3 separate regions of the Mus musculus genome follow, and regions 2 and 3 are each linked to region 1. Evidence: chromatin contacts called from public Hi-C and HiCAR-type data. All regions are on one chromosome and are shown on one strand. The core of a region is the stretch at or near the end of the contact, and the rest is flanking DNA. Distances in the headings are between cores, read along the strand shown.

Region 1 (4,131 bases), core at 1,508-4,007:
TGCTCAACCTCCTCCAAGTTTTTGTAGCTCATTTTGTAACAGTATGTTATCAACAACTAACAAAAGGAGAGGTGTTATTTTCCCAAAACAGTTCTACAAAACCCTAAATTAAACCTTCTTTTTCACCTCCCCACTCCCAGGATGCCATGCGTCTGGATAAGCTAAGCATCTGCACATCTGTGTCTAGTGATGCTAAAGTTTATAAAGGAGGTCTTAGATCTGAGAATTATTACGTCAAGTCTGAGACAAGGAACCACTTCTGACACTTGAACTACAAATAAATCAATTGGAAAGTTGATATGTAAATGTGTAGGCAATAAAAAGAGGAACAGTGACACCAGGTTATACAAACACAGTTTTCCTTTTAAACTTCTACCTAGACTGCTTTAGTAAAATTGCAAAGCTACCCCCACGATGGCTAAAAAGAAAGTCCATTAATATAAATATACATGAATGGATGAAAATATGCTAGAACATATTAAGAGGTAGCCCATCTGATAATAGATTTTTAAAAAAATACAGATGGGTGTCAAAAAATAGCCAAGTATCAGATCTGTTCAAGTATGGTCATCCTGGAACATGCTCACAGTCACAGCTGCTGCTAGTCTCTGCATCCAAGTACAAGATCTTCTAACACAGTGGGAGAAAGAGGGAGGAAGGGAGGGAGGGAGGGAGGGAGGGAGGGAGGGAGGGAGGGAGGGAGGGAGGGAGAGAGGGAGGGAGGGAGGGAAGGAGGGGTCCAGAGAATGAGAGAGAGAGAGAGAGAACTAGGGGAGGGGAGAGGGAGAAGGAAAGGAAGAGACATAGGGAGAGAGAGAGACAGAGAGAGAGACAATCAGAAAAACAGAGACTGACAGACAGACACACAGAGAGCTCAAACTTCAGAACACCACTACAGAACCAGTCAGGTATTAACAACTTAACACTAAAGCCAACTTCCAATGGCAAAGCCTTAAGTACAATTCAGTGCTTTGGAGCTTTCTTTAAAAGTCATGTGAGGAATCAGGAGAAGAGGTCCTAACTAGTACCCCTCCCCCTTTGTCACTGACAAGCAGATTTGGTTCTATTTTACCAAAATATCACAGACTCTGGTGGGTGCTGCCAGACCATGTAATACTCATCTATTAAGAGCATAAAAACAAAGAACCTATGAATTTTTATAAATTTCCATGAAACTGTGCTCCAATGGCCTTGTAAAACAACAACAACAACAACAACAACAACAAACAAACAAATAAAATACAAGCACTTCTTCACCAGTTCTATATTATATAATAAGGGCACATTTCTTCCTCAGTTACATATTGCATATAAATCAAGCTGAGAGCTTAAAGAGTTAAAATGACCTTTCTAAGACCTCAGTTATTATCTTTTTTGGTAATTGAATTTCCCCATATTTCAGCTTCTATGCATTGCTAGTCCCCTGAACAACAGCAACGGAAGTGCAATCCTGGGCAAACTTGTCCTTTCTGCACACATATCAATAACGAGGAGAGCAGACTCCAAGACGTATCCTAAAGGGAAAACACTCTTCAAACAACTGGCGATACCTACACACAACTGTGGTTTCAGAAAGCTGGCAGATAATGTTTCAAAACACCATCTGGGAGGTGTGCAAACTCTGACCAAGCACGGCCTCTTCTGCCTGCCCTACCCAAATAATCTGCATGCGCCAGCCAGCTGGAGGATCTCTGTGTGCCCTGCCTTTATCTGCTCTGCATTCGGCACAGGACAATTTAGAGAGTTCTGGAGAGCAGCAGAGACAGCCCTTCTCCTGCAGCAGGCTTCACAAACACAGTTTTCCCTGGCAGCAATCACAGAAACACTTCAGTTTCCAAAGATAATATTTTTCTGGAGAATTGTCATACACTAAATTTCCAGGGACACAGGAATGTCACTAATTCAGCATACTTCTTCTAAATGACCCGATTTCAATTACTTACATGATAACATCTAAGGACTATGATTTAGAGCGAGAAATTCCTTCTAGTGCCAAAGCTGCCTTCATTTTCTTTGACATAAACAGCTCTTCAAAGACGTTCTCCAAGAATTCTACCATAATCTAAAAACTCTCTCCACAGGCAAATAACCAGCAAAGAAGTACAGATGATAGTCCAGAGACCCAGAACAGAAAACACTTCTCAGTGGAGCTAATCCCCTGTGTAAACTGCTCAGGCAAACATCCACGGCTTCCTTCCCCTCAGTTTCAAAGGAGTATCTCCCCATATCCTACACCCCTAAATCCAGCTTTCTTTGTGTCACCTCCCAATCACACCTCTATCACCCCACAGCCTCTCCCTGCCCTCATCCAGTACAGCAGTCGTGGTGCAGTCGGCATTTTCCACGCGTTACAGAAAGTAAAGCTTCCTTCCTTGCAAGAAAAGAGGACTCACTCACCAGGCATCCCGGAATCCAGCGTGTAACACACTGAAAGCAACTCTGTGTTAAGAGGGAGCGCGATGCGGGCTCATGCCTCCTGTTCTGGAATGTGCGGGGCGGTGGAGAGGAGGGCCATCAGAGGGGCTGGGGCGGCATGGCCCGAGGCAGGGTGCTGGGCGCGTGCGCCTGCCAGGCAGAGACAGATGGAGAGCTGACACTCCGGATTGCACTTGGAGCAGAAATGTGCAGGATGACAGGAACACATGTGGCCTTGAACCCAGCCCTGTCTCTTCAGGCAGAACAATGACAGGGACGTGTGTACAAAGTATCACAACTCCTGTCTCCCTTTCTCCACTCTTCCTCCTGCCCCAGTTCCAGAGCACCAAAAAGCAGAAAGTGAAATGCAGAAAGATAAGCTAAATGCTGAATAATTCATTCACTATCACCACCCCTTCCCAGCTCCAAGTTAACCCTTATTTTGCCAAAAGATGGCAATGTTGACCTGACCCCAACTCACACTGAAAGCTGTCCTTCATCTTCTAATTTTAACAGGCATTACTGGGAAGTTTGGTTTAAAACAAACAAGGGCACAGACCACAAAGCTTTTTTTATTGATCTGGAAACCCCAAACAACCTAAAAACCTCTTGTAAGACCGGGCTGTGCCAGTTCATCGCCCAGCACAAAGTATGAGCAGAACACTTCCAGCTTCCCAGTAGCGTGGGTCAAACAGAACACTTTTTTTCTGAGGCAGAATCTAACCGTTTTTAGTTCACTACAGTGCTTTCAATCCACTGGGCTCCCAGGTTGATTTGCTCCAAACACTTTCAGCTTACTTTCCTCTACTTTACATAGAGATCCACAGGAGACAAAAACAAACTCTTCATTGTAATGCCTTTTCAAAAGCTAAACAATCATGCCTTTTTGGGAAGGGGTGCTGGGGGGGGGGGTGCAAGGGGGGCTGGGGGGGGAGACACCCTTAAATGTTTCTCCTGACTGTGAATAACACATACCCAGCCTGGTTCAATGGACTCTTCCCTATTAAGCTTTAATGGACACCATGATATATAAAACTGGGAGCCTTTGTTACAGTGCTTTATCTAAAGCTGCCTATTTCCTTCCCAGCAGTGTGTCTTCAGTCCTTTGTAAAACATCCTTGCCTCATAGGAGAAACACAAGCCTGCCTGCCTGCCTGCCTTGCCCGCCTGTTTCTAAACACACAAAGATGCCAGGCAGAAGGAAAACATTATTCTCTTCTAAAACTCTTCTTCACAATTTAACACTTGGGAACTCTTCTCTGGGTCTGTGTTTGATTGTTTGTTTTAACAACAGGGCTCACATGGTGGTCAAGCCCTTGGGCTCTCTACCTTTCCAGTGTACAGCCAATCCACTAGACACACACAATTCTACTAAACAATTCTACTCAGGACTGACCAGCCAGCCAGCTCAGTGACCATGAAGAGGGACCGGCCCCTTTAACTCTTGCTATTCTGGCAGTGGTCCATGTGTCCTTTGCTTATTCGACATTTTCCATAAGCTTTCATCAGGTTGATTTTTCTCCCCTCCTTGCTGCCTTCAAGAACTACTAACAGACCCCATCTGAAAACAGGCAGTGATTTTGACCTCTACCCACTGCCTCCCTGTCCCTTCGCCTGAGAGGGCTTCAGAGCACATGCACACAACACACACCTTGCACAAACGAAAAATATATCATCTTTGATAAACAGCATCGATCAGTAAGAACTTCTACAGCC
Region 2 (4,455 bases), core at 248-2,747, 320 kb after region 1:
GCAGACCTTTTGTTCCAGCCTGGACAGACACTGGAATTTTAGTGTTGGTGAATCTCAAGGATATGCAAAGGTCATGGTGAAACCATGACTCCCCAAGTGTCACTGGGAAATGTTTTCTATTATTTACTATCTTTATTTTTTCCTTGCCACATTTTCATATATAATTTTCTTTAAATAATAAAATCCAGGATTGTGCCCTGATTCTCATTACTATCATATTATATTTAGGTCATTGTTATCATAGCTGATCTGTTGGGGGTCTTTGTTCTGTCATTTAACATAGGTGTTATATCACCTAGATCTTCATCTTTTGACAGTCAGTCTGTTATCAATTAGAAACCATGGTAATGTATGTGATACTTGGAAAGATACTCAAAGTTAGTTTGTGTTTCAGGCTGTGAGGCTCCCACTTGTTTGATGACTTCAGAAAGAATAATACATTTCCTACTACGACGAGTCCAGCTCTTCCCATTCATAGCCAGGAAGCTTAACATGTCTAGGAAATGGAAACATCTAGTTTTATGTCTTGTAAGCCACTCAAGGAATTTCATATCAATTTAGGTTGGTATAAACAATTCTCAGGGCTATGGATGATCTATCACCAGCGAACTAAAACATGTCTTAGTCCTATGTAGGAGGTTTAAGAAGACACTCTTTATCTCACTTGCCAAAGTTGTTTCCTTATGAGCTTCAAATGTCAAAAGGGGGGATTACAAATTACCTTAAAGATGGAAGGCCTTCATGCGTAACATTTTATTATGTTGATTTTATGAATGTAAGTAAGAAGTACAGTATCAGCATAAATCTTCATCCTGAGAAACAGAATCAAAAATAATGGTATTTTAAAAGGACACAAAAGATTCAAAGGATTGATTCAGATTCTTTCAGCTATGGCGGAGGAGCTACTGAACCCAAAAAGACTTATATATCCCCTGATTGCTAATCTTCCAAGCATTGATTTATAGGATTCTTTCTGCCAGCTGTTTAGAGGTTACCGAAAACACATCAGGCTTTGCTGGTGACCCCAAGTGCTTTAATTCCTATGCGTGCATATTTTAACATTATTACAGAAAGGTTTCATTTGCAATTTCCAGGCTGAGTAGCAAGCCGTCCGTTTCTAAGAGGTCAGTGCTTTCACCATGCCTCCTAGTGATGGAATTATAGTTTAAACAGCTGGAGCTCACTCCCAGGAGGGACACTGGGGTCTGGTTCCTTAACGGCAGAATAAATCCATCAGACATATTTCATGTGTCTGATAACATTAATAGATACCAGGGCTGTTTAAATATTTAATGAACTCACTCAGAGGCTGTTTACCAAAGCGGGGAGGCTATCAGAAGGGATGATCACATCTTTTTGATCTACAGTGATAACAAGAAAACTGAGATCTCAGCCAATAGTTTGTCTTCCTGGCTGCAAACCCCACCACAGGAACCTGTTTGCTACATGACATGTTTCCTTTCCATAGTGTGCAAGGGAGTGCTTTCAGTTTTTGCAGTTGCAATGCTAATCACTTCCATGTGGCTCACTCCTTAATAGAGATGCCAGGAGTCATAGCACAGTTCTCAGTTGGGATGAAGAAAACAGAAGAGGGAAGGCAGTCAGAGACACTCAGAGCAAAGAAATGGTGTGCAGGGCACAAAGCCCGAAAGCACGTGGGTGTGTTAATGAGTGGGCACTGATTAGGAAAAACAAGAGGCAGAAGAAAGCAAGTCACGTTGGCTACTTTTGTGAATAGCCTTCCAGCAGACAGCTTGATAGTGTCTGTTCTTGTTGGAAATAGATAATGCACATTAACAAAACAAAACAAAAAAAACAAAAAAAAATCACCATCTAGTGTTTGGCATACATTTATTTTCATGTGAGGGCAGTTCTGTTTAGATTTGCTACGAAAATCAAATTTGACTAAAAGCAGATTGGTCAGGCTGAATAACAGGTTATTCTTGGTTTCAGATACAAGTTTGATCATGTAAAAATGCGAAATTATAGGGACATAGTCTGTTGCTATCAACAAACATCCCTGTTGGAAATAATCATTGAAACAAGTTTTCTTACTTTTTTACTTTACTTACTTACGTATTTACGTACTTACCTTTTATGTATTTATTACTCAAGTGCATGCCTACATGTTTGTGGGTGCATGCAACCGAGACAACTCGCAGGAACTCATGCTCTTCTTTTACCATGGGAGTTCTGGGGCCTGCATTCAGCTCACTATTGAGCTCCTATCAGGTTTGGTGGAAATGACCATCTTACTGAGCCACCTCAAGGCTCCAGTGCACTCTGTTTAGAGCATTTTTCTCAATTATATTTATTATTATGTTAATCCTGTTCTCTTTATGGGATTAAGGTGTGCTCAAGTCTGGTGAAGAGTCCTTTGGTCTGGGCTAAGTCCTGGTATACTCAATCTAGATTGACTAGAATGAGTTAAGGGAGCTGTCTAGACCAGGTGGAAAATGTCCAGCCATTTGACGATTTAACTCTAAATCTGAGTGCAGATAACAAACAATGAAGCAGTCCAATGTTCTTTGGGGACTAGAGAGTATCTTGGCTTAATTAAAAATGGATACATTTTTGAACATCTCAAATGAATGCCATTAGCATTATTTAGACTCGGTTTTCCCTCAATTCTGTTCTGCTATAGGTTTGTAATATGTTCTAAGAGCATAAGGAAGCAGATGGTGAATTTCCTGAGTGCACAGTGCCGCTCTACTTTTTGAAGGGCTGTCATTCTCAGAAACGAGAGGCTTACACTAGCCTATACCTTTCCAAACAAATCATTTTCAAGTATATAAATAGCATAATTAATCACAATGGAAATATAAAATGTTTAATCAGGAGCAGATGGACTGAAACAAAGAACTCTTATGCATGAGGCTGTTGAAAATGTTCAACATTACATCATTTTGATGTGTTTGTAGAAATAGATTTGGGGCGACTGTTTTATTTAGATGTAGCTGTTAATATTTTAATGTATATGCAAAAGAGATCCATCCTCTGCTGTTCTAGGAGAGCGCTTGAGTCACCACTGCAGGGCATTAGGGAAACAATGAGTAAAATACACACTCACCACAGAACAGAGTAACTTCTGCAAACTCTGCCTTTTGGAGTCCTCAAGGGTAGAATTGGTTTCCATTCATGGAAAGAAGCAACATGGAAAAGAAACTATCTAGGAAGATGTAGCTGGTCTACAACAGTCAAAGGTTTTGGATGCTGCTTACCATTTAAATCTTTTAAATGAGTGCACCTTAAAAAAGAGAAAAATCCTGACAGTAGAGGAATAGGGGCCTCCTTTTGGAAATTTGGTCTAGTTTGGACTCAATTCTGCGGCAATAAAAGCTGAAACTAGTTTCCAGATGGAATAAATTGGTTCCAGCGTTTCTAAAATGTTGGCCAGCATATTGCACAGCTGAAGTTGATCCTTTCTCAGAACTGTTACTGAAAGAGGCAGGGATTGGGGCTAGAAAGGCTTGGTGAATAAGCTTCCCTGAGAGGTCTCCGAGCTAGGAGGCATAGACTAGGGGATGTTCGCTTAAATTTGGCGTTTCTCTGACACGGAGAGAGCAGCTGCTATGACCATGTCTCTGAGTCTTTTCGAGCTTCACCTGTGTCCTCTTGGGAAGGTGTTTCTCCTTGGCTACGGAAAGTCCGAAGTTATAGATCTGTCTACCCACCCTGCATTTGAACTTGTTTGGAGTCAAGTGAAGGGAGAAGAGGACATTGGTGTGCCTGAAAAATGGAAAGACATTTTCTTAGGAAAAGCGGAAAAGCAAAGAAAAGAGGAAGCCCATCTTACCAGACATTTTTGAGAATAATTTTCAGAGAGCCTCAAACATGCCCCTCCCTGACCTCCTTAGAGCCTCATCTTATCAGGAAGATCTAGAGCACCGGTTCGAAAACTTCCTAATGGTGGGACACTTTAATACAGTACTTTATGTTATGGTGACCCAAAGCATAAAATTATTTTTGTTTTTACACCATAACTGTAGTTTAGCTACTGTAATGAATAGTAATGGAAATATCTGATATGCAGGATATCTAATATGTGCCCCCATGAAAGAGTCCCTGGACCCTTGGAGTAGTGACCCACAGGTTGGGAATCACCTATCTAGCGGCTTCTCTAAGGAGCCCTGTCCTAAGAAGTCAATTGAGAGAGTGCTATAAAGTCGTGTGCAGAAGATTGAATCAATGGCATTGCTTTGTAAATTGTTTCACGAATGTATTTTTGTATAGGGTGCATGTTCTTGTGTGTGCACAAATGTGTGAGCATATGCATGTGGGCGTGAGTAGGTCTGCTGGTGCTCTGTGCTTTCTTCAGTGACTTTCCATTGTTTAAGCCTCATGAAGGCAGGACGTCTTGCTGAGCTGCCATATTTGGCAGTCAAGTCTAGTTAGCCAGCTAGCTCTGGAGATCCCCATCTCTGCTTTTGAAGTGTTAGACCAGGCCTCCGTAAC
Region 3 (4,637 bases), core at 184-2,683, 420 kb after region 1:
GGCTGAAGATGAAGGCCCAAAACAGGATCTTTCCCAGAAGCTGTGTTGCTTTGGCCAGGAAGGTGGCCGGTTGTCTGGAGCCGAAGATGGCGCCGCCTCAGAAGCTCTGTGGCTCTCGCCTGTCCCAGAAATGGCTGGCCTCTGTATTCCACACCGTCACCCGTGCAGCCTGCCCTCCTCGGAGTCACGGAGCCAAGGAGGCTCCCGCCGGGGCCTGAGGCACAAACCTCTCGGGCCGGGCGGACCCCTGTGCTCTCACCAGGAAGGTGGCCAGTTGTCTGGAGCCGAAGATGGCGCCGCCTCAGAAGCTCTGTTGACCCAGCCATTTTCAGTGTTTCTTTTGTCACTATACCTTTAACATCTAGCACTAAGTGTAATAATGAAAGATCTGTTGGAAAGTTTGCTAAAATAATGCACACATGTAAGTCAGTGGCAAGGAAATTCACCGGTTATTTCATAGTGGAGATTTGGTTCTTCACAACATTTATGTTTGCTAATATTGTAGGTTTCCAAAACAAATGATTAAATTGGATCCGAGTAAGGGGCTCAACACTCAGAGTTCAATGATAAAACAGCATTGTTGAGGAAATCTGATTAAGTAGGACAGAATAGTAGAGCTACTTTGTCACACAAGTGTATCCATGCTTCCTTGAGTCACTTAGTCTAGCTTACAAACCTCAACTGACACTGGACTTTTACAGCCTGAATAGTAGAAACCACAATTATGATTGCTAATGAACAACATGTTTATTCCAGATAGGAGAAGTTAATACACTTCCATTTATGTATTCTACATTCCCATCCTCACTAACCAAATGAAGGATTGGGGAATGTATTGCTCTTCTGCTCTCATGAGCCACTGTGGACTGGAGAAGTCAAATCTTGTATCTAGTGGTAGGGGATTAGGCTGATCCATAAAAGGAGGCAATCAGGCAATCAGGAAGCCACACACTTAAGCTTTTTCTCTGTCCTCTTTATACTATGCTTATAGTTTCCTGGTTGTGTTGATACAATGAGCTTGTCTGACTGTGTGAACCACACTGAGAGTATGGATTTATGTCTTTAAGATGGTATTATACATTTGTAAGACTTCTCGATCTCCCTAGTTAAGTAAAACATTATTTTATCTTTCAAAGGGAATAGAACTGATTTATGAAACAGAGTTAAGTTCATCTCTTCGAGACTCTGAGTTTTTGTACCTTCCAAGTATCTTTCCCTTTCCAGTAAATCCTTCAGCCAGTGGTTCCATGAAAGTAACAGTGTTGAAGTTCTTGGACAGGTGATTCTGCATCACTATAAAGCCAACATACTCCTGTACATTAATAATCATTACCAACCAGTTGTTTCTGAGTCACCAGTCACAACAAAACCAAAGAGAGAAAGAATTTCCTCCCGTGCCTAAATCTGCAGGAAAAATCCTCAGGCAAGGGAGTTCAGGGGGCTGGATCTACTTCTAATCCTTCTGACTGTTTTATAGGTCATAGATTTAGCACTCATCTGCAGTCTGTTTTATTTTCTCCATCTTAATTCCCACGATACTGTTTAGTAAGGAAGATGTCAAGTATGTGCCTGTCTCCGTCAAAGGAATCAAGATTCTTTCAGAAAGGACCATATGTGCAGAAATATTCCAATGGAGTTGATTTCTCCTATCTGGAATAATCACGCTATTCATCAGCAATCCTAATTGTGCTTTCTGCTCCTCAGACGGTAAAAGTCCAGTGTCAGATGAGATTTGTAAGATAGATTACAGGCAAGCATACTTATTTATATGAGTGAGTTTGAAGTCACATCTTTTCCCAGTGAGAACTGATGTACAGATACTACAAAGTTCAGATGGGTTTTTAGTAGGGCCAATCGTGACCTGATGTAATGTGAAGTCAATCTTGAAAATTCACTGTGGTCTGCTTTTGCTTGTCCTGGAGGGGAGTCATTAGCCTGAGCTCACAGTATTGGAATTTAGTTTTAAGGCTGGGGCAAAGTTTCCCTGCCATAATTGCTTCCATCTGGCACACTAACACATGTGTTCCTACAATAAAAGTTTCTAAAACTCTCCAAACCCCACATGCCCCCTTTAGGCTGAGCTCTCTCAAGCTCTGCTGCTATCTCACCTGCATTCCGTCTGCTGGGAATCTGTCTTGCAGCTGGCTGCTGCTTTGTGGGCAGTGGTGGTTTGGTTGGGGGTGGTATTCAGTCTAAGACTCCAGTAGCAAATTGAATGCAGAACTTTGCCTGCAGCACTAAAGACTGTGGTCATGTGTTACGTCATGTGTGCTTCTCAGGCCTCAGCTCATTCCAATGTCTTTCCCTGTAATCCATTTTATTTATTTGTTTTAACTTCAACAAGTAATATACAAGTTTATTCTTATTGTGAAAATGCTTCTATTGGAACAGAAAAAAAAAAAAAAAGGCTTCCCTCGCAAGTGTTTCCCTTCCTCGACCTCACGTACGAAGTGAGACAGTTTCCAAGGAGTTGGAATTCATTCTCTTTAAAACAAGCTTATTTTAGACTTTTGTACATGAAGAGATTTCAAAGAACGATAAATTTCTACAAATGGAAAGTAATGCCATGAAATCATACTGAGTCAAAAACAAACAAATGAACAAGCAAAGCAACTAACAGAAATACCAAAAGAAAGAATATACTTCACGGGGAACACTAATTGGAGTTGAGGGTAATGGACTGATGAGTTCAGTATATACCTACACCTGAAACTATTTGAGGTGTATGAAGATTATAAAGTGTGGCAAGGCAGAGTGTATTAGTGTATCTATGAGTCAAACAAACAAACAAACAAACAAAAGCAAAAGCAAAACACACACACACACACAGACACACACAACTGACCTGACCTTGGTTATGGAGAAGAGCATCCCTCTGCAAAGCTGCAGTGATATGAAACTGATATGGCCTAAGAGCATCACTGAGCCTATGCAGGCTGAATGGTGGTGACCAGGACCAAGTTGGTGCTGAGGCTGCTACTGAGGGATAAAGAATGCTGATGCTATCACTCCATTTAGTTCCTAAAGTCGTACTTAGCATGAATCCTTAGCAGAATCTTTAGAAATTGTTTTTATTTTCAAGTTTGTCATGATGTATATATGCACACAAATATGCTATATACAAATCTGTATTTTCTTAATTTTTATTTGGTGAATACATTTCACATACTTCTCACATACTGCATGCTATGAATATGTCTGCATGCATGCATGTGACTCCCAGTGAGCATTAGCATTTTTACGGAAGGTGAAAAGTTCAAAGTCCAGAGTTGATCACTTATTCTGTAAGATTTATTTGAACCTTCTGGGTGCCTTTTCCAAGATGTACCACTCACTTGAAAATACACTACATTCCTTGGGAAACTGCTTTAGGTAGTCAGGGAAGACTCAAAGAGAAAGAGCGAGGTCATGCAGCTGTCAGGGCTCAGAAGAGAATGATCTGCCCCAGAGACCCAGAGTCCCATCCTGAAGAGGGTCAAAGAGGCCATCCAATTCATGTCCTGGACATCAATCCTCGCCCTTGACAGGGTGACTCCTAAACCATAGAAGACATGTGACAGTCAGGTCCTCACTAAATGTCTCAAGGCACACATTCTCCCTCTGAATCCTGTTTTGATTCCAGTAGACCTGCTAGAAAGTTCTTGCAGACATATCCCCTACTACCTAATTCACATCAATTCAGAGTGAGTGATCACATTTAACACAATAGCATCTCAGACTTCAATACCTTTCACAACTGAAGAGTTATCTTTCAGTGCTTGCTTTGTAGGCTCCACAGTGTAATATTTTATATAGCTATAACTTATTTAAATGAGGAAATGAAGATACTATAAAAGGAATCAAGTGATTCAACATGCCATCACTATTTGATCTATACATTGGTACTGTCTCAGTCACCTATACGATTTTATTGAGCCTCCATTATCTTATTCTGAATATTTTATTTAATGTTCTTTTATATTTTTATTTACAAGTTAGATAGTTTATTTATTGGCTTAGCTTTATGAACATTGTATTATTAATTCATTATTTTTAGTTTTCAAAGTAAGACAATATTTCCAATGTTCATTGTATTTTAATTATCGCTGGTTTTCAATAGTCTTTTATCTGAATATGTTGCTTGAAATGAATATGAAAGGGAAGACAGAATAGGAGAATGGAGGTGAGGGAGATGAGAGGGAGGGACAGGGAAGAGATGGGGATGGTAAGATGTGATCAGAAAGTAAAGTAATTTTTTTAAAAAAGTAAAAAAGAGACAAGAAAACGAATGTTCCTTATAGGCTCATATATTTGAAAGCCAACTGTCAAGCATACTTAATTACCAGTTACTCTTTAGCCCTATTGAGAAGGATTAGAACAATTAGTGTGTGTGGTTTTGGTAGGAGAAGTATGTTCATCCTACATAAAATACTATTTTTAGTGAATGCTATAATTGTTTTATATTTTACATGTATTGGCAATCATATCTGTGACAATGTTATTGAAACCTTTCTGGTCTTCATGTCTTAAACTCTTTTCTTTTAATGTTTTAATTCATTTATTTATCTATCTATTATCATTAGGGAAAAAGCACATATGCAGAAGTGGAAGGACAACATGGAGTTAGTATCGATTGAAGATCGCGTGTTAGATGTTGA

What was found. Hi-C and Micro-C count contacts between places; a contact is called where the count stands out from the background. HiCAR-type assays count read pairs that join an accessible place to other places.
Region 2: a Hi-C map of uterus shows a contact between it and region 1, with 5 times the contacts expected there. The contact joins the enhancer-like site here to the promoter of Runx1t1 in region 1. A contact is called at or near these places in 1 of 15 datasets of contacts at CTCF or cohesin (pro-B cells), 7 of 484 Hi-C or Micro-C datasets (cranial neural crest, gonadal supporting cells, palatal mesenchyme and 1 more), 3 of 115 datasets of contacts at active chromatin or transcription factors (embryonic basal ganglia, embryonic forebrain and fibro-adipogenic progenitors) and 2 of 9 other capture datasets (embryonic tail and embryonic trunk).
Region 3: a HiCAR-type map of fibro-adipogenic progenitors shows a contact between it and region 1, with 4 times the contacts expected there. The contact joins the enhancer-like site here to the promoter of Runx1t1 in region 1. A contact is called at or near these places in 1 of 15 datasets of contacts at CTCF or cohesin (the NIH/3T3 cell line), 4 of 484 Hi-C or Micro-C datasets (the 3T3-L1 cell line, the C2C12 cell line and uterus), 3 of 115 datasets of contacts at active chromatin or transcription factors (astrocytes, embryonic fibroblasts and fibro-adipogenic progenitors) and 1 of 9 other capture datasets (embryonic tail).

What each region holds. Positions count from the first base shown.
Region 1 is chr4:13,783,408-13,787,538 of GRCm38.p6, reverse strand. It overlaps Runx1t1 (RUNX1 translocation partner 1), which reads right to left and starts at 2,757. Exons shown (of 11, transcript NM_009822.3): 1 at 2,398-2,757. The coding sequence starts at 2,404.
Region 2 is chr4:13,466,338-13,470,792 of GRCm38.p6, reverse strand. No RefSeq gene overlaps it. Among named protein-coding and RNA genes, the nearest start is that of Gm46881, 51 kb to the left of the region's middle. Within about 2 kb of position 1,497, at least 17 of the 459 cell types and tissues checked have an H3K27ac peak or open chromatin away from gene starts, as enhancers often do. A contact at or near this core is called in uterus, where this site is marked.
Region 3 is chr4:13,362,372-13,367,008 of GRCm38.p6, reverse strand. No RefSeq gene overlaps it. Among named protein-coding and RNA genes, the nearest start is that of Gm46880, 82 kb to the right of the region's middle. Within about 2 kb of position 1,433, at least 54 of the 459 cell types and tissues checked have an H3K27ac peak or open chromatin away from gene starts, as enhancers often do. A contact at or near this core is called in the C2C12 cell line, the NIH/3T3 cell line, embryonic fibroblasts and 1 more, where this site is marked.